2 separate regions of the Zea mays genome follow, and region 2 is linked to region 1. Evidence: chromatin contacts called from public Hi-C data. All regions are on one chromosome and are shown on one strand. Each heading gives the region's core, a stretch centred on a gene start, on an enhancer-like site or on the middle of the called end of the contact. The rest is flanking DNA. Distances are from core to core; before and after follow the strand shown.

The links. A called contact is a pair of places that touch in the nucleus more often than the background predicts.
Region 2: a Hi-C map of endosperm shows a contact between it and region 1, with 3 times the contacts expected there. The contact joins the promoter of LOC100281883 here to the enhancer-like site in region 1. A contact is called at or near these places in 2 of 25 Hi-C or Micro-C datasets (endosperm and leaf).

Annotation. Positions count from the first base shown.
Region 1 is chr10:55,142,742-55,145,416 of Zm-B73-REFERENCE-NAM-5.0, forward strand. No RefSeq gene overlaps it. Among protein-coding and RNA genes, the nearest start is that of LOC103641093, 23 kb to the left of the region's middle. Within about 2 kb of position 1,365, at least 20 of the 20 cell types and tissues checked have an H3K27ac peak or open chromatin away from gene starts, as enhancers often do. A contact at or near this core is called in endosperm and leaf, where this site is marked.
Region 2 is chr10:55,423,636-55,426,310 of Zm-B73-REFERENCE-NAM-5.0, forward strand. LOC100281883 (CONSTANS-like protein CO8) reads right to left here and starts at 1,307. Exons shown (of 1, transcript NM_001154803.1): 1 at 1-1,307. The coding sequence starts at 1,218. The coding sequence ends at 382.

The sequences.
Region 1 (2,675 bases), core at 115-2,614:
TAAATAATTATACTATGTAGCATAATTGATAAAAAAACCTAATATCAGTCCAACTAAGAACGCAGCAGGAATTAGGAACAGTTTTATGGCAGACATAAAAATTTAGCAGTTACAAACATAAGTGATTTTATTTCAATTTTTATGGTTATTACGAATAGGCGATAATTAGGGACAATTTTATGACAGACGTGAAAATCTAGCCGCTACGAACTTAAATGATTTGATTTGATTTTTTATGGTAATTATGAACAACATAAATCAAGAAATTGCCTTTTCCAATTTGCATGCAAAAAATATGCATGCAATAAACTGATATAGAAACTCCGTGTTCAAGCATAAAATTGTACAGTTTTCAGCGTAAATAGTGCATGTTATAGGCATAAAACATAATAATCGAAAGACAACACGAATCGGAGGTGGTAGTCGCTGGAGGACGTCGTCAACGACACAAGAACACATGGAGGTCGTCACTCGGGCCACCCGAACTGTACCAGATCGGAGGATGTCACGTGCGATCGTCGTTGTGTGCACCTCGCACCTCATGCGTCGTCATCGCTACTCGCACGTCGAGGGGCGCCGCCGCCTCGGGAATGTCGCCGCCTTGGGGCCCTGGGGACGGCGCCGCTTGCCCGCACAGGGGCCCGCCGTCACTCGCCCTCTGGATCGGGGAGCCACCGCGCCACTGACCTGGGAACCACCACCTCTACTTTGGATCGAGGAACCGCCGCCACCACGCGTCCGGGTCGAGGAGCCGTGGCTACCGCAGCCACCAACCGGTGTGTAATACCCAATTTGTAAGAAAATATTAAAGGAGACATTATTTCTTTTATATATATGTATGTGTCATCTCTATTCACCATCACATGTGAACACCACATTTAAAAACAAATAATTAATAAAAGACATACCACTAAATTATGCATCATGCTGAGATTTTTATTTTGTGTGCATTTTGTGACAACATAAAAATAATGTAAAAAGAAATATATAAAAGTACAAAGTGGAATTTAAGATCTAAAAGAAATTCTAGAATTGAGAAAAGAGAAGAAAATACTAAACAAATGAGGTAAAATAAAATATATAAATAAGAATATATTTCTTTACTCTAAAATTTGAATTTGGTACACTTTGATCATTGAGGAATCTCATAACAAAATTTAAATTCAAACGTGAATTCTAAAAATAAAGAGGAAAAAGGAATCAGAAAAAGGAAATGAAAAAGAAAAGGAAAAAAACTTTGTTGGGCTGGAATAACCATTTTCGGCCCATTCTTCACCGGATTCCGCGCAGCCCAATCCCAAGGAGCGGCGCCGATAGCATGGTCCCACTGGACAGTCACTCACCGCGCCTAAACCTGCCCGGGGAACTGACTGGCGGGTCCGCTTGGTCGACCACACACTCGCGTACGCGCTTCCCCTCCTTCGCTGCTCCGCGGGACCCGCGCGCCAGCTCCACCATTTGACTGCACCGCGTCCCTCCGCGTCTCTAACTGTGCCCCCCACACGTCATATCCCTCCCCAACAGAATCGCCCGCATTCCTGGCACGACCGGCGCACAGTGCGGAATCCTCGACCATGACTGCTCCGATCCGGTAGCCTCATCGTGCGTATAAAGGTTGGTCGCGCTGCACGCCCGCGACCCTATTTCAATGCCTAGACAACTATGGATTCGTCCTCCCATCGTGAGAGAGCTTGTGGGAGCCATGGGAGATCGGACCGCGCTGCCGGGGAAGCGTGGAAGGCCAAATTTGTTGCTCCGATCGTCGTGAGTCCCCTCTTGAGTCTACCTCTGTTCATTCTTTTCCGTTCGCGCCTAGAATTACTCAACAATAGTTGTTTTGCCGCCGGCAATCGCTCGTCGGAGCAGAGCCTCCGCCACGGTGCGATGACCTACGCGGGCACGGGACCCTAAGCCTCTAATGCCGGCGTGTGCTCAGCTAGGTGATTCGGGGTGCTCCAAGCATTGTGTAGCATCATCGGAATTAGGTAGTTGGGCGCTCGGGCGCTGGTTAGTAGTTCGCCGGCGGGCGCCCACCGCGCATGGATCTCGCGCCGCCGTCACAGTGGAAGGGATTAGGGTGAGGGGCATGCACGTTGGATCGGACGCCTGCGGCTGCGATTAGATCTGGCGTACCGATTCGGGCCAGGTAGATCGGAGCGTTGGAATTAGATCGGAGGGCGCAGAATCAATCTCGGTATGAAGCGTTGCGGTCCGTTGATCGCAGATCGTAGGGCTAGTGCTGCGTACCGGTTCAGGATGAATCTGGATCTAATCTGCACCGTCCACTTGTGATCGTGCGGCCCAGATCCATAGATACCCATTCAGCCTCGACAATTTTATTAAAGAACCCCTGGGTTTATTGAGATTCAACCCGCAGTCCTATTAGTGGAACTCTGAGTCTTAGTGTTATTTGCGCAGTGAACCCTAGCTTTTGTTTAAATCACGTGCGCAGACCAGAAGTCAGTAAAAAGGAATAAATGATTAAGGAAATTGATTTTTAGTATGAAATTAATTGCAGAAACTTGTAAAATTCCTAGAAAATTCAAATTAAGTCCAAATTAATTCGTTCTAGTTTCTATAATTTTGTAAAATTATTGTTTATCCAATAGTGCCATTGTTTTGACATGAAAGTCACATTAAATATTATATCCTAATTAATCTTGTATCAAACACAT
Region 2 (2,675 bases), core at 57-2,556, 280 kb after region 1:
CATCTAAGAGCTTGCTATGGAAGCATGGATGGCAGATTTCCACCACAACTATATTGTTAGCCCCAGTAAAGCGATGACGATGAGCCAACGCAGAATTTGATAGACAACCCAGTAAAGTTGTATCTTACAAGACACAATAAATCCCCTAGTTCGTTCACCAACTGGTGATGACCCATCGAAATTCCGCGCCATCATTTAAAAATAGCGATGGCGGAATTTCACCACGGATGCTGCTCACATGAATGACGAGACGACACGACACAAACGAGAAGGGCGGTTGCTTAACTTGCTTCAAACTGGGCGAACGCCACCGCCAGAAGCCCAGAAGCGCTGCCCGCTGTGATGCGAGTGTGACCCCTAAATTTTCAAGGCACAAACTTTCTAGAAGCTTGGCACGACCCCGTAGGCCCCGGCGTCCACGAAGAAGCCGTCCCTGGCGTCGTCGGAGAAGGAGAGCCAGAACTTGGCAGCAGCGTCGATGCTGTCCGATGTGCCGGCACCCGAGGAGGAGGAGGAGGAGGTGCCGGCGGCGCGCTTGACAAAGCGGCCCTTGATCCTGGGCCGCGCCTCGGCATAGGCCTTGCGGGACGCGTAGCGGATGGTCTTCTGGAACTTGCGCCTCTCGCGCTTCTCGCGGTACCTCTGCACCCTCGCCTCCCGCTCCGCCGCCGCCGCGGCGACCACGGCGGCGCCCGGGACGACGACAGCGGGCGACCACGTGGCCGTCCATGCGGCGGCGGCCAGACCGGGCTGCGCCCACAGAGGTGCAGCGCCGTGATGGACGACGGGCGCCACGCCGTCCGGCAGGTAGCCGCCGCCGCCCGTGACACAGGCAGCGAAGTCGACGTCGGACAGCAGGTCGAACAGGCCCCTGCCCTCCGCGCCGCTGTCGCCGGTGGTGAAGCTCGCCGACGAGCTCCCGTTCTGGGGGCTTCCCTGCCCCTGCGCAGGCGCCGACGCCCACGACGACGCCGCGTCGATGTCGTCGGGCGCGAAGAGGTCGTCGTCGTACACGCCGGATGCAGCAGTCACCATGGAAAGGGGCACGCGCTCGTGGCGCGACGCCAGCAGGTTCGCAGCGTGCACAGCGGTGTCGCAGGGGCTGCAGAGCGCCGCAGCGTCCGCCGCGCAGTACACCACCGCGGCGCCGCCGCAGACCGCGCACGCGCAGGCGGCTCCCCCAGCCGCTGGGCTTGTGCTGCCTTCGCTTCTTCCCATCTCTCCTTCTAGTTTTTTTTTTCTTCTTCTGGGCTTGCCTCAGCTTTCTTGAGCTTCTTTGTGTTTTGCTTGTGCTTGCGTTTGTGTTTTTGAGTGCGAAATGGCAGTGAAGCTGCTGAGCTGTATTAATAGGGGGAGGGAGATGAAGTGATGAAGCCACCGGGGACGAGCGGGAGGCGGGGAGCTTAGCGCGAAGGTGGAGTTGGTGAATCGGTTAAGTGGACACGTGGAGCTCTAATGGCCGCGAAAACTTTGGCTGAGGACGACCAAGATCGTGTAATTTAGAGGGAATTGGTAGGTGTACTATGGTAGGCACCCTTGTTCCCTTGCCAAACCATCCAGGTCTGCACTTGTTACAGTGTGACCTCTTGACATTAATTTCTGACATGACATATTCCTTCTCTTCTACATTACTTAGAGCAACTACAGTAGTTCTCTAAAATACTCCTTAAATCAATAATTTAGATAGTTAACCTAAAAACTCATCTCCAACAGCTCTCTAAATAAACTTTCTAAATTTAGTCACTTTTCATCTAACCTTATTTCCTACCTACATTTAGCAACCACTTACCAACTCCCGAAACATAAAATCTGGCATACTTCTTTTAGTTGGACGTCTTTTCCACATTCTGAGTCCATGCGTCAGCTGTTGGTGATGCACAATTGCAGCACCTAGTAAGTTAGAGATTAAACAATTAATAATGTAACTGTTGCACATGCACATGTTGAGAATAAACAATTGTGGCAACAAATCAAAAGGACAACACAACTCACCATGTTGGATCAGTTTGCTGACGAGGTCACAATTTTGAGATCGAGTTGCAGAAGGGAGATGAAAACAAAAGGAAAAATGGCTAATCACACTCAAATTGGTGATATGACAAGTTTTAACATATTTAGGAAGTAATATATAGAGAACTGTTGGAGGAGATAAGTTTTTTTGTTTCCTATATTATTTGAGTACTTGCTAAATCTCAAATTTAGGTAGTAGAAATATACATAACTATTGGAGCTGCTCTTATAGGTCATTTGTCTTTGCCCATACGAGAAATTTTACAGTTCTCGGAAGAAGAAAAACTAGAGCTATCTATTTTAATAGATCTAATAGTTTAAAATAAGAAAAAAAAACAGTAACATACGGGCAAAGAACTAGTTCCAGATTTAGTTCGAAAGGTATATATCATAGTACATTCACGGATTCAAGAGCTCCTCATCTCCCATCTTCTCTGTTCTTCGCACACGCCGCCAGCCACCCGATGACACCACGCCGCCGCCGACCAATGCTAGCCCGAGTAGAAATCCGCGTCCCCAACTCGTGCCGTCCAACCATGGACGGTACTGGAGCAGTGGCTGCGGGCTTAGGTTGGGTGGCGGCAGGACATGCATATGCAGCTCCCTATCTCGGTCTCTAAAAGATGTGCGCAGCCCGTTTTTGGTGTCAAATTGGTTTCATTAAC